Regions from separate parts of the Oryctolagus cuniculus genome. Here region 1 is linked to region 2. A link is a contact called in public Micro-C data. All regions are on one chromosome and are shown on one strand. Each heading gives the region's core, a stretch centred on a gene start, on an enhancer-like site or on the middle of the called end of the contact. The rest is flanking DNA. Distances are from core to core; before and after follow the strand shown.

Region 1 (2,700 bases), core at 136-2,635, 170 kb after region 2:
TAAATGTTCTGGCATATTGACAAAGGAGCCATCTTGTCTTCACTGACTAGTGTACTTAACAGATTCTCGTACTCAGGAGTACCGAGGAGCAGAGAGAAAAGACAGACACATTATTGCTACACCCTCTAGGTAGCATCCAAACTCCCACAGCACACACGGGAGGCAGCAAAGCCCGTGATGGCCACGTGTGCAGCCCCAGCCTTGGCCAGGGAGGTGAGCCAGGTTCGTGTGCACGTAGCTGTATCCTAAGTGACCCTGTACAAGTGTGGCCTCTGGACATCTCATTCATCAGACAGCTCCTCCAGTACCCTGGGAACCTTACAAAAGGCAGCCACAAACAGTTACAAGCTGGTATCACAGAGATTCTGTACCCTGACCACAGCGAAACCAAGTGAGAACTCACTAATTAAAAGGTTAACTTTAAACGTAACTCACAAATCAAACACCACATTTCTAAGTAGCACGTGGGAAAGACAGACCTCACAATAATGGGATTAGAAACTGTTTTAGGCTGACAATACCAAAAGAGCAAAACTGTGCTGCATAAAATGGCACTTAGACGGGAATGGTAGGAAAGAAGGTAGGCAGGCAGGTGTATGGCACAGTGGTTAAGGCAGCACTGTTTGCACACATCCCACATCAGAGTGCTTGATGCAGTCCCCGCTCTGTTCCCACTCCAGCTTCCTGCTAACGCGCACCCTGGGAGGCAGCAGGGGATGGCCTACATTCTTGAGTGGCTGCCACCCACCTGGGAGACCTGGCATGAGTTCCTGGCTTCCGCCTGGTCCAGCCTTGGCTATTGCAAGCATTTGTGGAGTGAACCAGTAGCACATGGGGACTGGCACAGTGGCGGCGCTGTGACATACTAGGTTAAGCATCTGCCTGCAGCACTGGCATCCCATGTGGATGCCAGTTCGAGTCCTGGCTGCTCCTCTTCCTATCCAGCTCCCTGCTGATGGCCTGGGAAAGCAGTGGAGGACGGCCCAGGTGCTTGGACACCTGCCACCCACTTGGGAGACCCAGATGAAACTCCTGGCTCCTGCCTGGCCCAGCAGATGCAAGATCTCTCTCCTTCTAACTCTGCCTTTCAAATAAATAAAATAAATCTTGAAAAAAAAAAAAAAAAAGGTGGGGGAAACTTGTTCACACATCATGTAAAGAAATTCCACAAGGCTGTGAAGGTTAAGGCTGTGGTCATCCAAGCTAGGCATGACCAGGGCTGGGCCCCTGGGGAATCTCTGATACAGAACTCCTAGCGTTTAGACGCCCATGCAGCCCAGAAGGCGACAAATACCAACGCCTCCAGCGCCAAGGGCCGCCCGCTAAGCGCGCCTGCGCAGTCGGGCCCGCTACGCCCGCCACTGCGCCTGCGCCGCCGGACCCGCGAAGCCCCGCCTCTCTGGTGACGCGACCGCGCGCGTGGGCGGGACCGAGCTCCCGGGCTCTGCGGGTCTCTGAGGCCGCGGTGACGCCGGCGGGGACCGGAGAACCGGCGTCGCGTCTGTGGGCCGCCTGCTGCCGGGGCGCCGCGGACTTGCGTGGGTGGAGCACACGGTAAGCTCCCGCGGGTGGGCCTCTCTCGGGCCTGCAGTCGGGACCGCCACGGACGCGCCGGAGATGCGCGGGGCGCGAGGCCCGCGCGGCCGGGCAGGTCCCCGGCGCCGAGCGACAGCTCCCGGGGCTTGCACCCCGCCGCCCACGCCTGCTGCCTTCCAGTCCCGGCTCCGCTGGTCCTGGCTGGGCGCCGGGGCTCGGCGTGGCGCCCGCCCTTGCGGAGTTCATTCATTCTGCCTGCGGCCGGGGGGCTGGGCCTGCAGGCCCCTCCCCTCCCGGCCGGGGAACCAGGCTGGATGGGCAGCACTGGAGCTACGGGCATGGTTAGCCCCAGCGGGGAGGCCTTGAGACCGGCATTGCCGGCCTGGACTGAGCTTGCGGGGGCCAGGGTCCGGGTTTTGTCGTAAATGCAGCTGTGCAGGTTGTGGGGTGGGGGGGCACAGCTGGAGTTGCAGGGTGGGCAGGTGGGTACGGCCCGCTCACCCTGGGTAACAGTCACCAGGGTGATTGGTCACTAAGACGCTCCCTTCGGGCACCGTTTTCCAGGGTGGTCACGCATCCCACGTGGTCCACGGGGGAGCAGGTGGGGAATGTGATGGCCAGGGCCTCCCTGCCACCCACTCTGCAGAGCTGCTGAGCAGGCCAGAAAGGGTGTGGTGGTGTCCTTCTGGAAAAACACAGCAGACGTGGCCGCTCTTGCGGCCCCTGGGAAGGGCCAGTCGGCCCGGGCCACGTGTCTGTCCCAGGTGGTGCTGGGGAAGAAGCCAAGCCGAGGCCTGGAGGTGCCCTCTCCTGCCACCCTGCTGTGATAGGCACACAGCAGGTGGCTGGCAGGGCTGAGTCATGAGTGGACTGGGTCAGGAAGCCGGGGGATGTCCATTTTAACTTTCCAGGAGCGTGCCTGGTGGATTATTGAGGAGCTCTAACCCTGGAGGTGTGGCCCAGGTCTGTGGTCCTCCTGACCCTGGCATGCAACTGAACACTTGGAAGAAACTGGCTGGCAGACCAGGCAGGCTCCAGTGCACGCTGCATCGGGCTTGTGTTCCTGAGGGCCTGCCTGGGGACAGGGGACAGCTTCGCTGCTGCCTTGGGCTCACAGAGCCCAAGGCTCTGTTTACCTCCAACACCCTCTTTCCTGGCCTGGCT
Region 2 (2,700 bases), core at 117-2,616:
TCCTGGAGCCAGGATGCTCCTCTGCTATGGTTCTCTCTCAAAATGTGTGCCTCCACCACCAGACGAACAAACCCAGTCCATGCAACATCGGCCTCTCCTCTCAGCACACTGCTGATGACTAACATATCTATCACATTTCCATCAGCATATAAATCAGTCAGCGCCACCCCTGAGCTTGGCCAGGGAGGTCTCTAGGTCCTCTCTCAAAATTCAAAGTTATGGGGGCCGGCGCTGTGACACAGCGGGTTAAGCCACCGTCTGCGGCATCAGCATCCCATATGGGCACCAGTTCGAGTCCTGGCTGCTCCACTTCTGATCCAGCTCCCAGCTAATGCACCTGGGAAAGCAGTGGAGGATGGGATGGCTCAAGTGCTTGGGCCCCTACAACCTTGTAGGAAACCAGGAAGAAGCTCCTGGCTCCTGGCTCCTGGCCTCGGCCTGGCCCAGCACTGGCTGTTGCGGCCATTTGGGGAGCAAACCAGCGGATGGGAGAGCTATCGCTCTAAATCTGTCTTTCAAATAAATTAAAAAGAAACTTAAAAAGAAATTCAAAACTATAAAGTTCAGAACCCAAACCTGGAAAGCGAATTGGAAGTATCTCATATTGAAAGCTATGTTTAAGGAGCACGTTTCAATTTTTAGCTAACAAAACCGGGCACTAAAATCCTGAAACAGCGAGGGTGGGCACAAAGGCCAGAACCCCGAAACCTCACAGACGAGGGCACCCAGTCAGAAAACACCTGCAAGGCTTGACTTCAACATCACTTCTGTTTTCCGAAGTGGGGACCGGGGGCCGAGAGCATAAGAGCAGGTGCGGCAGCCAGCTCTCCGAAGGGCCACGAGAGGAGACGGGGCCCAGCATCTGCTCCTAGAAGGAGGTCGGGCAAGGACGCGGCCACCCGGCTACCCTCGGCTGGGACCGGGTGGACCAGCAGGAAGGGCAGCGCGCAGGGGCGCCCACAGCCAGGGAGAGGCGAGGCAGCGGACGCCCTGGGGTGCCGGGCACGAGGGGTCGGGAGCGGCGCCGGCGGCCCCAGGACCCGGCAGATGCACCCTGGCTGTCCTGGCCGGTGTCCTCCACTGCAAAGCGAGTTATCCGAGAGCGCTCTCGCTGCGCACCTGACACCCTACCTCCCCTGGTACTGGGGTCGCTGTCATCCCCCCACCCTCAGGCCCCGCCTCCAGCACACCTGCCGTCCTTAGCTTCCGGGGCCTGGCCATCGTCGGTGACCACCTGCGGCCGCAGGGGCCTGCGCTGCCGCAGCCCGTCCGCCTCGCTCATGTTGGCAGGACACACCAATTCAGCCCGCAGCCGCCTCTGGAAATGAGCAGCGCGGGCTCGGACTCCCGCCCCGCCCCGCCCCACGGCGCCCGGAAATGACGTATGATCGAGGAAGGCCAATCCGCAGCGTCGTCCCCGCCCCTTTCGGGCGGGCTCTAGAGAACCAGCTCGCGCCTTCTGGTATCCCGGGCGCTGAGGCCGTTCCAGAGCGAGTGCGGGCACCGCTGCGGTGCCGCTCCGTCTCGGCCTGAGGGGTCCAGAACGCGGCTGGCTGTCCCTGCACCTGCGCTCACCGCCTCATTCTGACGGCGAGACCCGCATGATCGCTTCACGGCGCGGTGCGGATTCTGTTAGCGGAGAGAAGCGGCGGGAACATGTTTCCCTGTGGTGGGGGACGCGGCAAGGCTGGGGCTTAGGGTTTTTGGGGGAAGGTTACTACGGACGTCAGGGAAAGTTTATGAAAGGTAAGTAGAGGCAGAACCGGCCAAGACCAGTGTTGTAGGGAGCCCGCAACAAGGGTCTTTGCCGGTGCCGGGAGAGCACGGCGGGCAGACCGCAGCCCAGGTCCCTGCCTCCCTCCCTCAGCAAAGCTAGGCCAATGGCAGAAAGCCGGTGTCTGCGAAGCCAGCAACCCACAGGAGCCCCGGACCGGCTGCTCCACTTCCAACGCAGCTCCCCAGTGTGGAGAGAGAGAGCTTCCACCCACTGGCTCACTCCCCAGATGACCACAGGGCAGGGGCTCCGGGCAACAGCAGGTGAACTTGGCTGCGCCACAACGCCGACTTCTGGAAGTTGATTCTGAACGCTGCATTTTGACTGTCTTTCCCGGAGATGGTTCCTAGTGCCAGTAGCAACCGGTCTTGGTTTCTTCTGCCCAAAATCTGAGACCTGCACCTCTTCCAGTCGCTTCCAGCAAATGCTCTTCACAAGATTAAGTTTTTCCTTTTTTTTTTTTTTTTTTTTTTTTGACAGGCAGAGGGGACAGTGAGAGAGAGAGACAAAGGTCTTCCTTTGCCGTTGGTTCACCCTCCAATGGCCGCCGCGGCCAGCGGGCTGCGGCCAGCGCACCGCCCTGATCCGAAGCCAGGAGCCAGGTACTCATCCTGGTCTCCCATGGGGTACAGGGCCCAAGGACTTGGGCCATCCTCCACTGCACTCCCTGGCCACAGCAGAGAGCTGGCCTGGAAGAGGGGCAACTGGGACAGAATCCGGCGCCCCGACAGGGACTAGAACCCGGTGTACCGGCGCCGCAAGGCGGAGGATTAGCCTAGCGAGCCGCGGCGCCTGCCTTAAAGCAATTATTACATTAAAAATTGTACTGAGTTAAGCCGGCGCCGTGGTTCACTAGGCTAATCCTCTGCCTAGCGGCGCCGGCACACCGGGTTCTAGTCCCGGTCAGGGCGCTGGATTCTGTCCCG

What was found. Hi-C and Micro-C count contacts between places; a contact is called where the count stands out from the background.
Region 1: a Micro-C map of ear pinna shows a contact between it and region 2, with 7 times the contacts expected there. The contact joins the promoter of ENTPD6 here to the promoter of APMAP in region 2. A contact is called at or near these places in 3 of 6 Hi-C or Micro-C datasets (ear pinna, psoas muscle and an unstated tissue).

What each region holds. Positions count from the first base shown.
Region 1 is chr11:49,593,842-49,596,541 of mOryCun1.1, forward strand. It overlaps ENTPD6 (ectonucleoside triphosphate diphosphohydrolase 6), which reads left to right and starts at 1,386. Exons shown (of 15, transcript XR_011380029.1): 1 at 1,386-1,554.
Region 2 is chr11:49,424,932-49,427,631 of mOryCun1.1, forward strand. It overlaps APMAP (adipocyte plasma membrane associated protein), which reads right to left and starts at 1,367. Exons shown (of 9, transcript XM_002721540.5): 1 at 1,191-1,367. The coding sequence starts at 1,282.